Linked DNA regions of Hordeum vulgare: region 2 is linked to region 1. A link is a contact called in public Hi-C data. All regions are on one chromosome and are shown on one strand. Each heading gives the region's core, a stretch centred on a gene start, on an enhancer-like site or on the middle of the called end of the contact. The rest is flanking DNA. Distances are from core to core; before and after follow the strand shown. Region 1 has its middle 250 kb from the start of LOC123407730. Region 2 holds the start of LOC123407730 (TORTIFOLIA1-like protein 5).

Region 1 (6,228 bases), core at 2,391-4,890:
TTGTCGGCCTCTCCTCTCCTTCCTCCGTGCCGCCGGCCTCTCCTCTGCTTCCTCCGCGCCGCCGGCCGCTCCTCTCCGCCCTCCGCGTCGCTGGCCGCTCCTCTCCTTCCTCCATGCCGGTCGCTCCTCTCCTTCCGCGCCGCCGGCCGCTCCTCTCCGCCCTCCGCGTAGCCGGCCTCTCTCTCCTACCTGTGCGTCACCGGCCGCTCCTGTGCTTCCTCCGCGCCGTCGGCCGCTCCTCTCCTTCCTCCGCGTCGTCGGCCGCTCCTCTCCTACCTCCACGCTCTCGGCCACTCCTCTCCTGCCTCGACACTGGCGGACGCTCCTCTCCTACCTCCGCGCCGCCGGATGCTCCTCTCCTACCTCCGCGTCGTTGGTCGCTCCTATCCTTACTCCGTGTCGCAGCCCCTCCTCTTCCTCTATCACCAGCCGGTCGTCTCCTTCCTTCGCACTCCCGAGGTCGCACCCTTATCCTTCATTTATATCCCTCAAACCAAACCAAACATGGCATAACACCACCCTTTCAACCAAACAAAAAAATGGCTATCCCTAACCAGGTGGTTGGGGATGCCCTGAACCACCCTAGCATGTCCCTGCAACCAAACGCATCCTTAATTAAGCTCGTCACAGCAACTTACGTGTGAAATGACCCGCTCGTCAAGGAAGACGGACGTCGAGTGCAAGAGCTACGCCAAATACGTTGAACCCACTACCTTACTCGTGTTGCTACAAGAGCAATAATCATATATTTTTCTTTTTTAAAGGAGGATTACTCCAACCTCTGCATTAACATGATAGGCACAACCATATATATTGATTCATTCATTCAATACAAGGATCATTCAAAGCCACCTACTATGCGAATAAAGTCCCTACACCTGAAAGTATACATATATGTTTTGTCCGCATAATAGACACAACCTAAAATAGTGGCCTTAAGACCGTCCGGTCTAAGTTCCCATAACATGCATCGCGTGCATACATAACAGGATCCGCCGCTCTCGTCCTCCTCCATCCCATCTTCAGGACGAATCACTGCAAAGATCCTGCAAGTCCCATCTGCCATCGATATCACCACCAGACCAGAGCGCAACCCGCGTGCGCACGTCGATCAACCGCATCCAACATTGAAACTCCACTACTCCACACCGCTGATATCCACTGTCTTCAATGCGGTTGATGTAAGATGTAACACTATTCCACGTGTTGGCCTCTTTAGTGATGTACTGCTCCAAGACGATGCCCCCAGGAGGGAAAAATGATGCCAAAGTCTCCGTCATCATCCGATCCGGGAAACCTAGATCTAGGGTTTCCACCGAAACAACTGCCACCTGAAGAAAGAGGGGCACGCCATCTGCAACTGCCGACGTACCCAAGCGATGACGCCTTCAAGAAGGACACGTCGCCAAGAGCATCGTCGCCGCCCTAGGGTTTTCACCCGAGAGACCATGAGGTGGGAAAGGGTGGGGTGGATCCGAAATACGTCTCCAGGAAGGAAAACGGCACCCTCGGGTGTAGTTTACGTCGCGACCGACAAAAGCCGGCCTGGAAATTATCCCAATCTCGATCCCCACCTCCCACTCCGTCACAACCCGGTAACCAACCAGTCGGTGCATCTCCGACCATCCGGTCCGATCCCCGACAACCCACCCACCCGGCCACGCCACCAGACACGGAGGCCATCTCACGGGCCGCCACCCCAGATGGGAAGGGTTGCGCCAGCCCTGACGCCTAGGCCACCGCTAGAAGGCCGCCTGGCCCCCACGTCGTCACTGTGCATCAGGGCGTCATTGTTCAGATCGGCGTCGTCACGATCCAGGTCGGGATCACACCCTCAAGATGGGGCGTCCTGCACCACCCAAAGACCCAAGAGGGAGGCAACACCTCCGTTGTCGTCATCAGATGGACGGGCTTTGACCGACGCCGACCATCGACGATAGCGGAGATATGGAGGGGAAGGCGGGGACGACATGTAGCTAGGGTTGGGGCCCGTTGGTTGCTCGCGTGGGGGTGTGGGAGGGGAGGGGAGGGAGAGAAGGGGCGCCCGTGATTTGTGGGAGGGACTAGCGAGGAGAGACATTGACACGATGGCAGATTTTTACAATAACCACATATGGTAATTGGAAACACCATAGCCAGTTCAAAACTGATCCGTATATTTAATGTAATAATTCGTGATTACATGTATCTATTTTTTTTCTCCTTTTTTTATTTTTTCCTCTTTCGACTGCCTATAGATATTGGGTCGCTGTAACGCTCACACGTCTGGTGAGAGCAACATCTGCCCACACGCCTATAACACATAGATTGTACTTTGTCATGCTTGCATGCATGTGGGGATCTTTTTTTATTTCCAGTTTTTAAAATGTTTTATCTCTTAAATAAAAAAAATCTGATTGAAGATCCGTTTTCATCATTAAATCAATCGCGACGAGATCTTCGAAACTAGATCTCATATCATTATGTTTCGACGACTTTTTTTGGTTTAAAACTTGCCATGCCTATTGAACATAAATTGTCATGGTGTTTATATTGAAGTTGCCATGATATATTTTAGGTATTTTTTCTTTTACTTTTAAAAGTAAATTTTGATGGATTAGTAAAGAATTGTCATGATCCATGCATTAAATTTGCCAGGGTTAATTATTAAAAATTGTCATGGTTAATTTATAAAAATTGTCATGAAGAGTAATTGAAAATATGGACCAATAGCTTTAATCTAGAAAAAATACATAAAACATGTCATGACAACTTTAATGTAAACACTATGACAACTACAGTGTAACATCATGGCAACTGTTGCCAAAAACAATTCATCAAACCATATCAACAAGGAATCAAGTTTTGAAGATGTGTTGTCGAGACGGATTTAATGGTGAAAACGAATTTTTAGTTAGAAAAGAAAATATTTTTAAGTCAAAATCAAAAAATATTCCCGTTGATGTCAACTGTTTTGACCTAGCAAAATAAGTGATAATGAAGGCATGTGGACAAATTACAAACGCCCACACTTATGAAAGTTAGGTTTTTCCTAAATATTTTATTGCCATTCAGTTATGGTGTCAAATTTCTTCCTTCATGTGTCTCGATTCTATGAGGATTACCACCTCATGGCTCCACCATCTCACTAATTTTCAAATTAAGTTTGGAGGCTCTTTTTTCTAAAGGAACCATGACGAATCCGTTTAAAAATATATATTTTCATTTAGTTCCTTCGCCAAGGAAATAGACACGAGTTGATCTTTTTGTGTTCTTGTAATATATGCACTGGTTTCATTATTTTGGACATCGAAAACACTTTTCAAGCTAACAAGAACGGTGTGTGCGTCAGACATCTAGGTTATTATTGTGTGAAACCGCACGTAATGATTTTTGTTAGATGAACTGCACGCCAGTCTTTGAAGAGGTCGAACGTATTGCAATTCCACTTGCAGAGGTTGTCACATCATTGAATGCAGCCTGGCAAACCAAACATAATCTTTTGGCAACTCTTCTTTTGACAGTGAAAGAACTGGGTGGGAAAGGGGCAAAGAATCCGCACACAAAATATATTCGATTTTTTTATTGAGAATAGACAGGAAATGAATAGGTGGGGTAGGGCTTATGAGATAATGAAATATGGAAGATAGGTGCAAAATACGTTTCGGCGAGAACGATCTCGCACCTCAACACCTGCTACGTGAAGCTAGCTACTACGGTCCAACATAATGCATTCCGAATCACGCTGTTTTCATTTTCTATCAAGCATGCTGTCTCGAAATCAGATTGATTATTCCAGCTGCTTCTTTGCCGACGGTTTAGCTAGCATCTCCCTCGACGCCTAAACGGAGCCATATGCAATGAAAGCTATCCCATGTTCATAGCCAGATGGAGCTATCGCTAGCTTAGAGAAAAAAGGTTTTACGAGTTGAAGCAGGCTGCGGCCGAGCATACCGCGCGTAGCCGATATGTAAAACAGCATATTCTGCGAATATGTTATTTACGGGTCGGTTACGCGGGCCTGCTCGATAGCAGCCCGTGTCGGCCCGCAAACCAAAAATCCCAGATTAGCCAATTTGGCAGCGATTCCGATGATTGAGTTTAGATTTAAAGAATACAACATAGTTAGCCTACAAATAAAAGCATAGTTTTCTACGACAAATGCAAAAGGACTGCATGCAAAAGCAACAGCCACGGCCATCATCATCTTGGTCGCTTTTCACCTGTCTTCATGATCTTCACTCCGCATCATCGCCATCAATGCCATCTCCGCCTTCGAGTCCACACCGGCAGTTGTTCCAACTCCGACACCGAAAGCATAGCCGGGCGTAATGAAAGCATCAACGATACTTGTTCCAACTCCTGATGGAAAAAACATCACCGGCACCGAAACACCCACCGGCCGCCGCTTGCATCCTCCTCTTCAAGATGTCTCTCCTTGTCATATCATGCCATTCTTTGGTGATGTCGTTCATGTCATCGCGGCTCAATGTCATGATCTTGTTCTCCTCAGCAAGAAGCTTGGCCATGGCTTTGGTTTCATCGGCAAAGACTCTTCTCTCCTCAATGGTCGCCTTGCGCAACACCTCGTCCTTGAGCAATTGCCACTTCTCTTGCTTCTCTCGTGCCTTCTTCTTTACCAACTCTTTCTTTGCCTCCAATGTCTTCTCCACCGTGACCATCCACGCGCACCACCCATTTCATTGTTGCTAGAGCACATTTCTTCATATGTGGTTTTGGTAACTGATGACAATCCCTATGGACTAATGGTTGCCTTAAGTTATATTCGAACGATTTTTCCATAGGCACTTCTTGAATTTTATCTGTTGGTTTCAAGGAGTTTATATGATGACCAAGTTGGTATTTAAGGTTTTATCCAAAGCTTGATCATAAAGACACAAGGTTGATCAAGACTAAGTCAAAGAGTAAATCAAATTGATCAACACACAAAGCGTAGAAGATGTACCGAGAGGGATCAAGTGATCCCATGGTATGGTAAGCATTGTCCATTACGCTTTTGTGTACTAAACCATGGTCTTCGTGAGAGTTCTACATAGGGTTAGGTGTGTTTTCATAGGCTTGCGTCAAGAGGAAGATCTCATACAACCCATGGAGGATGAAGTCAAGTGGTGATCGTCATCAAGATTGCGGTGTGCAAGTTCAAGTGGAGCATCACGAAGATATCATGCTTGGAGCTTGCCGTCCATTGTGATGGCAATGGACTTGTGAAGATGTGCTAAAGAGTGACTCACCAATAGTGGAGTATGGGGAGCAATTTACCAGTCTTCATCAAGCCAACGCAATCAAGAAAGGTGGTCTATCTTGAGAAAGTCAAGAACGTCATTATCTACCTCAAGTGGACTATGTGCAAGGTATAGGTTTGCCCTTGATAGGTTTTCTATTTTAGGATAGATTGTCGTATGGTCAAGGGGGGCTCTCAAGGGAGCAGCTTGATCGCATCATTCCTTGATAGCTCAAACCATTCTCATCCTTGCATGATATTTATTGATTCTTGTTTGATGGTTCTCTTTGTGAATTTTAGAGCTTATGGTCATCTCTATGACAAGCTCGAGTTCATCGAAAACGGAGTTTATGTGAATCTTCTATGATGTTTTCGATGTTGGAGTTTTTGCCGGTTCTTCATTCATAGAGGTCTCACATCTCTATATCACTGGCATTTTTATTACTGCATGTTCTTAAAATTTCCACTAGTGAAACCTATTGCCCCGGGGTCTATTTTACATCATCTATTTGCAAGATCTATTTTGCTATTCGCGTTTTCATTTTATTTGCTCTTTTATTTCCAGATCTATATTATCAAAACCCAAAAATACCTTGCTACGTTTCATTTACCATCACTTTATTTGCATCTATCAATATATCATTTTACCCTTTTATTTAACCCACGAGGGATTGACAACCCTTACACGCGTTGGGTTGCGAGGATTTGTTATTTGTGTGTAGGTACCGCTTACATAGTCTTATGGAACTTCCTACTCGATTGATACCTTGGTTTCATAACTGAGGAAAATACTTGCCGTTGTTGTGCTACATTACCCTTTAAGCTTGGAGGGAAGCCAACACAATCAGCGAAGAGTCACCATCAATCTTCTTCGATGCTGACAATGGACGAGCGCGTTCTCGACTGCAGAGCAGCAACAAACTTGAAGGTTTAGTTTGAGGCACGACCGATGGACGCCTTGAATTGGGGGAGGAGGAGTGCCTTCGACCGAATCAATACTACAAACA
Region 2 (6,228 bases), core at 1,702-4,201, 250 kb before region 1:
TGCCATTTCCAGACCGTTCACCCTTGTCTCCAACGAACGTATCCCATTCTGGGAGCTCCCCATAAATTTCTGATGAACAAATACAATGAAAGTGTCAGATGTGTTCTCAGTCTCTGATGATCAACAAGAGACAAATGAATGCTGGACAAGTTTTCAACAAGCAGGGAGCGATGGAAGTATTTCAGAACACATTGCTGAGTTATTTCTTAGATGTACCATTATTGGCAGCAAAAGATGTAATACCTGAAAGCATGCTACCTCTATACTATGTGAACTGTGACTATAATATTGGTTAGAGACTGCAAATGCAGGAACATGGTAAAACTTTGGTGGGTTATATGGGAAATAACATAAGACCATAAGCTTCAAGAGCTTTGCTGATTAAGACATTGTCATATAGCAACTAAATGACATGTACCTGTCTGTCCAGGTTGTCCCCATACCATTCCACTGCTCATTTTTGATGTATCATTGGGTTAGTGCCATCAAGACACATTGAATGGACGTATGGCTCGTACCAGTAATCATTGGTCAATGCTACGCACTGAGACCATATGTTGGAAACCGGGGAATGCATGAGCTCACCCAAGTGTTTATTCTGTTCAGAAGTATACAATCAACTCTTCTTTTTTTACTACTATAATGATTTTCTCATTTGCACATGTACAGTTACCATCAAATGTGTCTTGAGTTTGATGTGAACTTCAAAATTCAAACCCCCGTCCCATCCTCCATTAACTGTGTTGCCCTTGCACAACTACCAAAGAAATTTGGTGGGCTAGGATAGTACATGTAACTACATTTGCATTTATTTATTTTCATTTTCTTTATTAAGTTATTTTAAGCCTGATTCTCGAGTTTAAATGGATGTATGTCAGACACTGGAGATGTATCCGCCTAGCCCAGTAGTGAAGCACTTGCACAAACCCAAATAATTAAGAGTCTCATCAGGTTCTAAAGAGATGGCATAGAACAAGATAAATTTACCTGGAGAAGGTCGAGCAGGTTTGTCTGCTGATTCTCTATCTGAACTAGCTGCATCCTGATCTTGGACAGGTCTTCATCTTTGTGAACTAACTGAAGCTCATCAGAGTTGTCTGACTGAAACTCCTCAGGCCCATCATCCTCAACCTCGGTGCTCTCTTCCGAGTCACCGTCCCCGTTGTATGGAACAACTCTAGACCCTGACTTGCGCCCGGCCACCTTATTGTACCCTTTCTCACCACTCTTCTGGAACAGCATCTTCCGCGCTTCAAGCCTTGCTCTAACATTGCCCTCTTTCAGAAGCTTCTCCCCGGTCACCGTTTTGGTCGGGGTGGCGTCTGCCGCGACGGTAACATCGCCGCCGCGTGAAGGCGGCGAACTCTTCTTGCTTCTGATGGAAGGGCTGGTCCTTCGGTTACTGACTGACGGCGGTGACCTGCTTGCCGGCAGCATGTTCCTCTTCGTAACTGACTGGACGGAATTGGAGCCAAGGGAATCAGCCGGGTATCGACCATCGCTTGCACTATCTGTTTGATTACAAAACAAAAACAGTGTCAGAACTCAGAGCTCATATCATATGCCAGGAATTCCTATATATATATTTAAATGGAACATTTTTGAATTTCCGTTTGTCATATAGTACCAGGAAAGAACAGTTCTGCTGCCTAGTGTCTCACGAGAACCCACTCCACTTGTGCCTTTTATTACCAGACAAGTTCATGTTTATATACTAGTCCAAAGTCCAAACAATAGAGAACAATTTACTCGAAATTTCCAAAAGAAGACTGGTGACATCACCTGTGAGAGAGGAAGATCTGGTCTGGGCCGGCGAGGCGCCGGAGGAGCACACGTCCTCCTCCAAGTCCGGGATCTCCCTCCACGCCTCGATCATCCGGTTCATGGACTCCCGCACAATCTTCACCTGCATTGCCAAGGAAAGCCTAGAAATGTCAGCGAGGAAGCAGTAGATCCACGAGGATGCCGTAGCAGAAGATCTGAACGAGGGACGGACCTTATCGAATCTCTTGGCCTCGAAGACGGCAATGCAGGAGGGTTTGTGGGCGGAGAGGTCGTCGCCGTGCTCCAGGGCGAGCAGCGCGAGCGCCTCGGCGGCGGCCTTCCTGGCGGCCCAGTCGTCCCCGGCGAGCGCGTCGCGGAGGCAGGGCACCGCGGTGGCGGCGCCCTCGCCGTCGGTGGCCGCCGAGGCGGCGCCGATGAGGGAGATGAGCGCAGGCTTGGCCTTGAAGGCGGCGCTGCGGAGTAGCTTGAGGAGGCGCGGGAGGAGCGCGAGGAGGTAGTCGGCGAGGTCGGAGGTCGGGGCGGAGGCCTCGACGGCGGCCGCCGCCGCGAGCGCGGCGGCGAGCTGCGCGCACTGGTCCTGCTCGTGGAGCACGGCGTCGGCGAGCGGGCCGAGGGCCGCGGGGGCTGAGGGGGGCGCGGCGGCCCCGGCGATGGCGCGCGCGGCGTCGACGAGCGCGGCGCGCACGGAGGAGTCCGGGTCGCGCACCCGGCGCAGCGCGGCGGCGACGAGCCTGGGCACGAGCGGCGCCACGGCGTCGCGCGGGTGGGCGGCGACGAGCAGCGCGAGCAGGCGCAGTGAGTGGCGCCGCAGCGGCGCCTTGTCCGTGGCCCGCGTGTCGGAGACGGCGGCGAGGAAGAGTGGGAGCTCGTCGGCGTCGAGGCCGCGGGCGATCGCGTCCAGCTCGTTGGCGGCCATGGCCTCCGTGTCCCGGTCGGAGAGGCGGTGCAGGCAGCGGTTCACCCGCTGCTTCATTGGCTCGCCCCCGGCCCTCGGCGCTGGCCCCATGGCGCTCGGCCTCGCCTACCTAATCAATGTAGCCGAGCTTCCGTCCGCGCCTCGCAGGGAGGAGGGAGGAGGGGCGCCGGCGGGTGGGAGGGAGCCGAGCCGGCGGCGACTCGGCGGAGACGGGGGACGGAGGGTGGTGGCGGCTCGGGGTTGGGTTGGGAGGGGAGGGATGGCGTCGCGGGTACTAAATAGGTGGGAGGTGGCGGGTGAGAAAAAGAAAAAAGGGAGAGGGTGGAGAGATCTTGGTGTGGACTGCGCATTCATTCATGTCCTCTTTTCGTGCCTTTTTTTCTGACTTATTTTCTTTTCGATTTGAAAAAATGGTGACGGTTTTTTGTATCTTTGTACTACGTCTTGGGGTGCTTGGTGGTGTTTTCTCGGCTCTAGATGGATTTGGGGTTTGGTGTGGTGTTGCTCAGCGTGGGTTACAAATTGCTGTTCTTAAAAAAAACTCAGGTATAAATAAAGCCAACAATGGTTAGCCTTCAAGTTGATCTCATTATTGTTTTTAAAAAACTCACGTATAGCGAAAGCCTTGGTTTGATAGGGTCGAAGGATACCGACGACGATGCTTTTTGAAGGCGTCATCGAAGAGTCCTCGCATTTCTTCAGGTTGTCGATACATTGACGGTAGAGTTCGAGTTGTTGACGTCGGCAAGAGTTGGGTTGTTGCACGGTTGTCCTCTGTTCAATCGTGTGTTGTAAGGTTTTTCGGTCTAATTTTCTTTATAAATTAGGTAACATTTTTTTAATTTTTTTCTCTTAGTGCAAACCGGCAGTGCTTTGCCTTGCACTAAAAAAACACTCACGTATACTCTTTTCGTAAAGAAATATTAAAATGTCTATATCACTTAAAGTACTTTTGCTATCTCAAACGATTAATTATAGAGTATATCGCCTCTGTTGTAGAGTACTTTAAGGACATATCCCCACTCTCCCCTGTGAAAAAAAAGTCTTCCAATCGTTCTACCTTTGAGTTGTTGTTTTTCATATCATTCTGTATGTGCGTAAATGCTCCATCATCTCCCTTGAGTGAGCTAGACTATGTGGTTTTATTGTGAAACACTTGTGTTTGAAAGAAATATGTTTGAACTATTATATTTTGGTCTATTTCCTTAGAAGTATTGTTTGACTCATTTGCTTCCCTCTATCTTGCTAACCCCATCACCTCCCTTCAGCGAGTTAGACTGTGGTCATTTATTGTTGTTGCAAAGACATACTCCCTCCGTTCCTAAATATAAGTCTTTTAAGCGATTTCACTAAGGGTCTACATACGGAACAAAACGATTGAATCTATACTCTAAAGTATGTCTATATACATCCGTATGTAGTCCACTAGTGAAATCTCTACAAAGACTTATATTTAGGAACGGAGGGAGTAATGCTTTTATATACAGTTTAGATTGCGTATCAATTTATTGTTGTTGCTACGGCATGAAGCTCGTCGCCGATGTCGTCCAATGCCCCAGAGGAAGGTAGGATATATACTGGGATGCAAAGGTGGCTTGCAACAATGTTGTATCCTTTTCTTTCTACCATTTAAGCTTCTTTTTTATCGCCTTCTTTTCCCTTAAATCTTTGGGTTTTTGCTTCTTGGTGACATAATTTAAAGAATCCAACCGTCCAATAACAAATGGAAAAAATTGAAGCACTATAAATTCGAAGGAACGGCCTGTGTTCTTTACAGCACCCAACCTAAGTAGAGAAAGTTGCACGTCATGTATTGGATATTCCTGATATATATACCAGCCTGATGGCCTGTACTATTACGGGCAAGCAACTACTCCAAGGGAGTGCTACCGATAGTTTACGTGCACTTGCACTACAACAATGCTACACATAAATAAATTTACATAGATTTTACAAAGAGATGGATTTTGATTGAAGATTAAGGGAAATGAGGGCCTCACCCCTCTTAAAAATCAGGGGAAAGCGGTTAGTTAGAAAGAAAGAATCCTAATCAGCGTGTAATCTTATGTAACTCTTTGTATGTTTAGCATTTTTGCTTGCATTATCAGCCAGCCAATGCATTTTCTTTAACACAAATACACATATAAGTGTGTATGTAAACGCGAATACACTATTTTTTATAAATGTATACATGCACATCTTATTTATGTGAATATCTTTTAAAAACTGAGTCAGCATATTATATTAAGACTTACGATGTCATTATAAACATCTCATCATTGACAAAAACGTTTCCTCCCAATAAATACGTATTGTTAGAAATCTTAAAGTAAATTTAAAAATAATGCCTGCATTATGATTTAATCTTGATGAACGAGGATACGATTGTTCCTCTAAGTTTGGTTCGGCAGCCGATGCAGTTTGCAGAGTGGTACCGATACCGGTGCGTGAAAACTTTCCTGGTATGTAAGAAATTAAGTACCGTTTAAGAAAAAAATGACCTTGCTAGTACGGCTGTGTCGTCGCTGATCGCGATTCCTCGGCAGTGCAGTCGGCACCCTGATATTCATTCACCCGACCACCTGTCAAACAGTCTGTTACTAGCATTAGCTAATCTGTTAACAGCTTGGGAACGGCGGCAGAAGATTACTTACACTAGTGCAGCTAGTAAAATATTTCACCGCCCATGGCGCGGTAATCCTCTATATAATCTAGACCCCCATCTGCATGACGCGGCTGACGTCGCCACGGGCGCATCGAGATCCAGGAGCATGTGACGATCAATTCCAACCTTTATCCACAAACCACGGCATAGTACGAGCAGAGTAGTAAACCAATCTTGTCCATGAGCCGCTGCCACCTTCTGATCGGCCCAATCTGTGATCTGTCAACCGGCGGTATAAACTTATCTTCACACCAGAACAAATGGAAAACGCGCGCATCGGCCAATGGGAGAGCGGCAGCTCCTCTAAACCTCACAGTCCCCTAGTGTCAATTCATCAGGCAGACAGACAGTGAGGTGAACCCCGTGCATGGCGATGGCGGCATGTGTGCTGGGCAGATGCGCACATGAACCGCCATGTGACCGCCGCTTGGGCCGATCGGTAATCTGTGATCTGTCTGTTTTGTTTATTAAGTCATTTCAAATGTATCGGTGATAAGATGAGGTGTTAAGCACATTAAATAATTTAACAAATAAAGTCTGTAATCTATAGTTGCTTAGCTTATTATAGTTAAGCCTTTTTTATTTAATGCTTTTACAACTAAAGTTATATTACATGTATTGATGTACTTTTTTTTTATTTAATTGTTTTACCTAGGTTCATGTGCTTAGCATTGTTTTTTCTATAGTCATCACACTCATCTCTTCTATTAATTATCTTGTCAATCAGATTATTTGTCTATGTTAGAGCCTTAGCACGTGTACAAGGTGGAGCATTCAGAGTAGCCTTAGAGCATCTCTAGCAGATGCTGCATTTTCTGAAATTGCATACGCAATTTGCAGTCCAGTGTAAACTGGGTTACAG

The links. Hi-C and Micro-C count contacts between places; a contact is called where the count stands out from the background.
Region 2: a contact with region 1 is called in a Hi-C map of leaf, with 2.2 times the contacts expected there. The contact joins the promoter of LOC123407730 here to the enhancer-like site in region 1. A contact is called at or near these places in 3 of 6 Hi-C or Micro-C datasets (leaf and seedling).

Annotation. Positions count from the first base shown.
Region 1 is chr7H:103,931,928-103,938,155 of MorexV3_pseudomolecules_assembly, reverse strand. No RefSeq gene overlaps it. Among protein-coding and RNA genes, the nearest start is that of LOC123407730, 250 kb to the left of the region's middle. Within about 2 kb of position 3,640, at least 1 of the 3 cell types and tissues checked has open chromatin away from gene starts, as enhancers often do. A contact at or near this core is called in leaf, where this site is marked.
Region 2 is chr7H:104,183,297-104,189,524 of MorexV3_pseudomolecules_assembly, reverse strand. It overlaps LOC123407730 (TORTIFOLIA1-like protein 5), which reads right to left and starts at 2,951. Exons shown (of 5, transcript XM_045100929.1): 1 at 1,997-2,951; 2 at 1,783-1,906; 3 at 988-1,511; 4 at 1-69. The coding sequence starts at 2,791.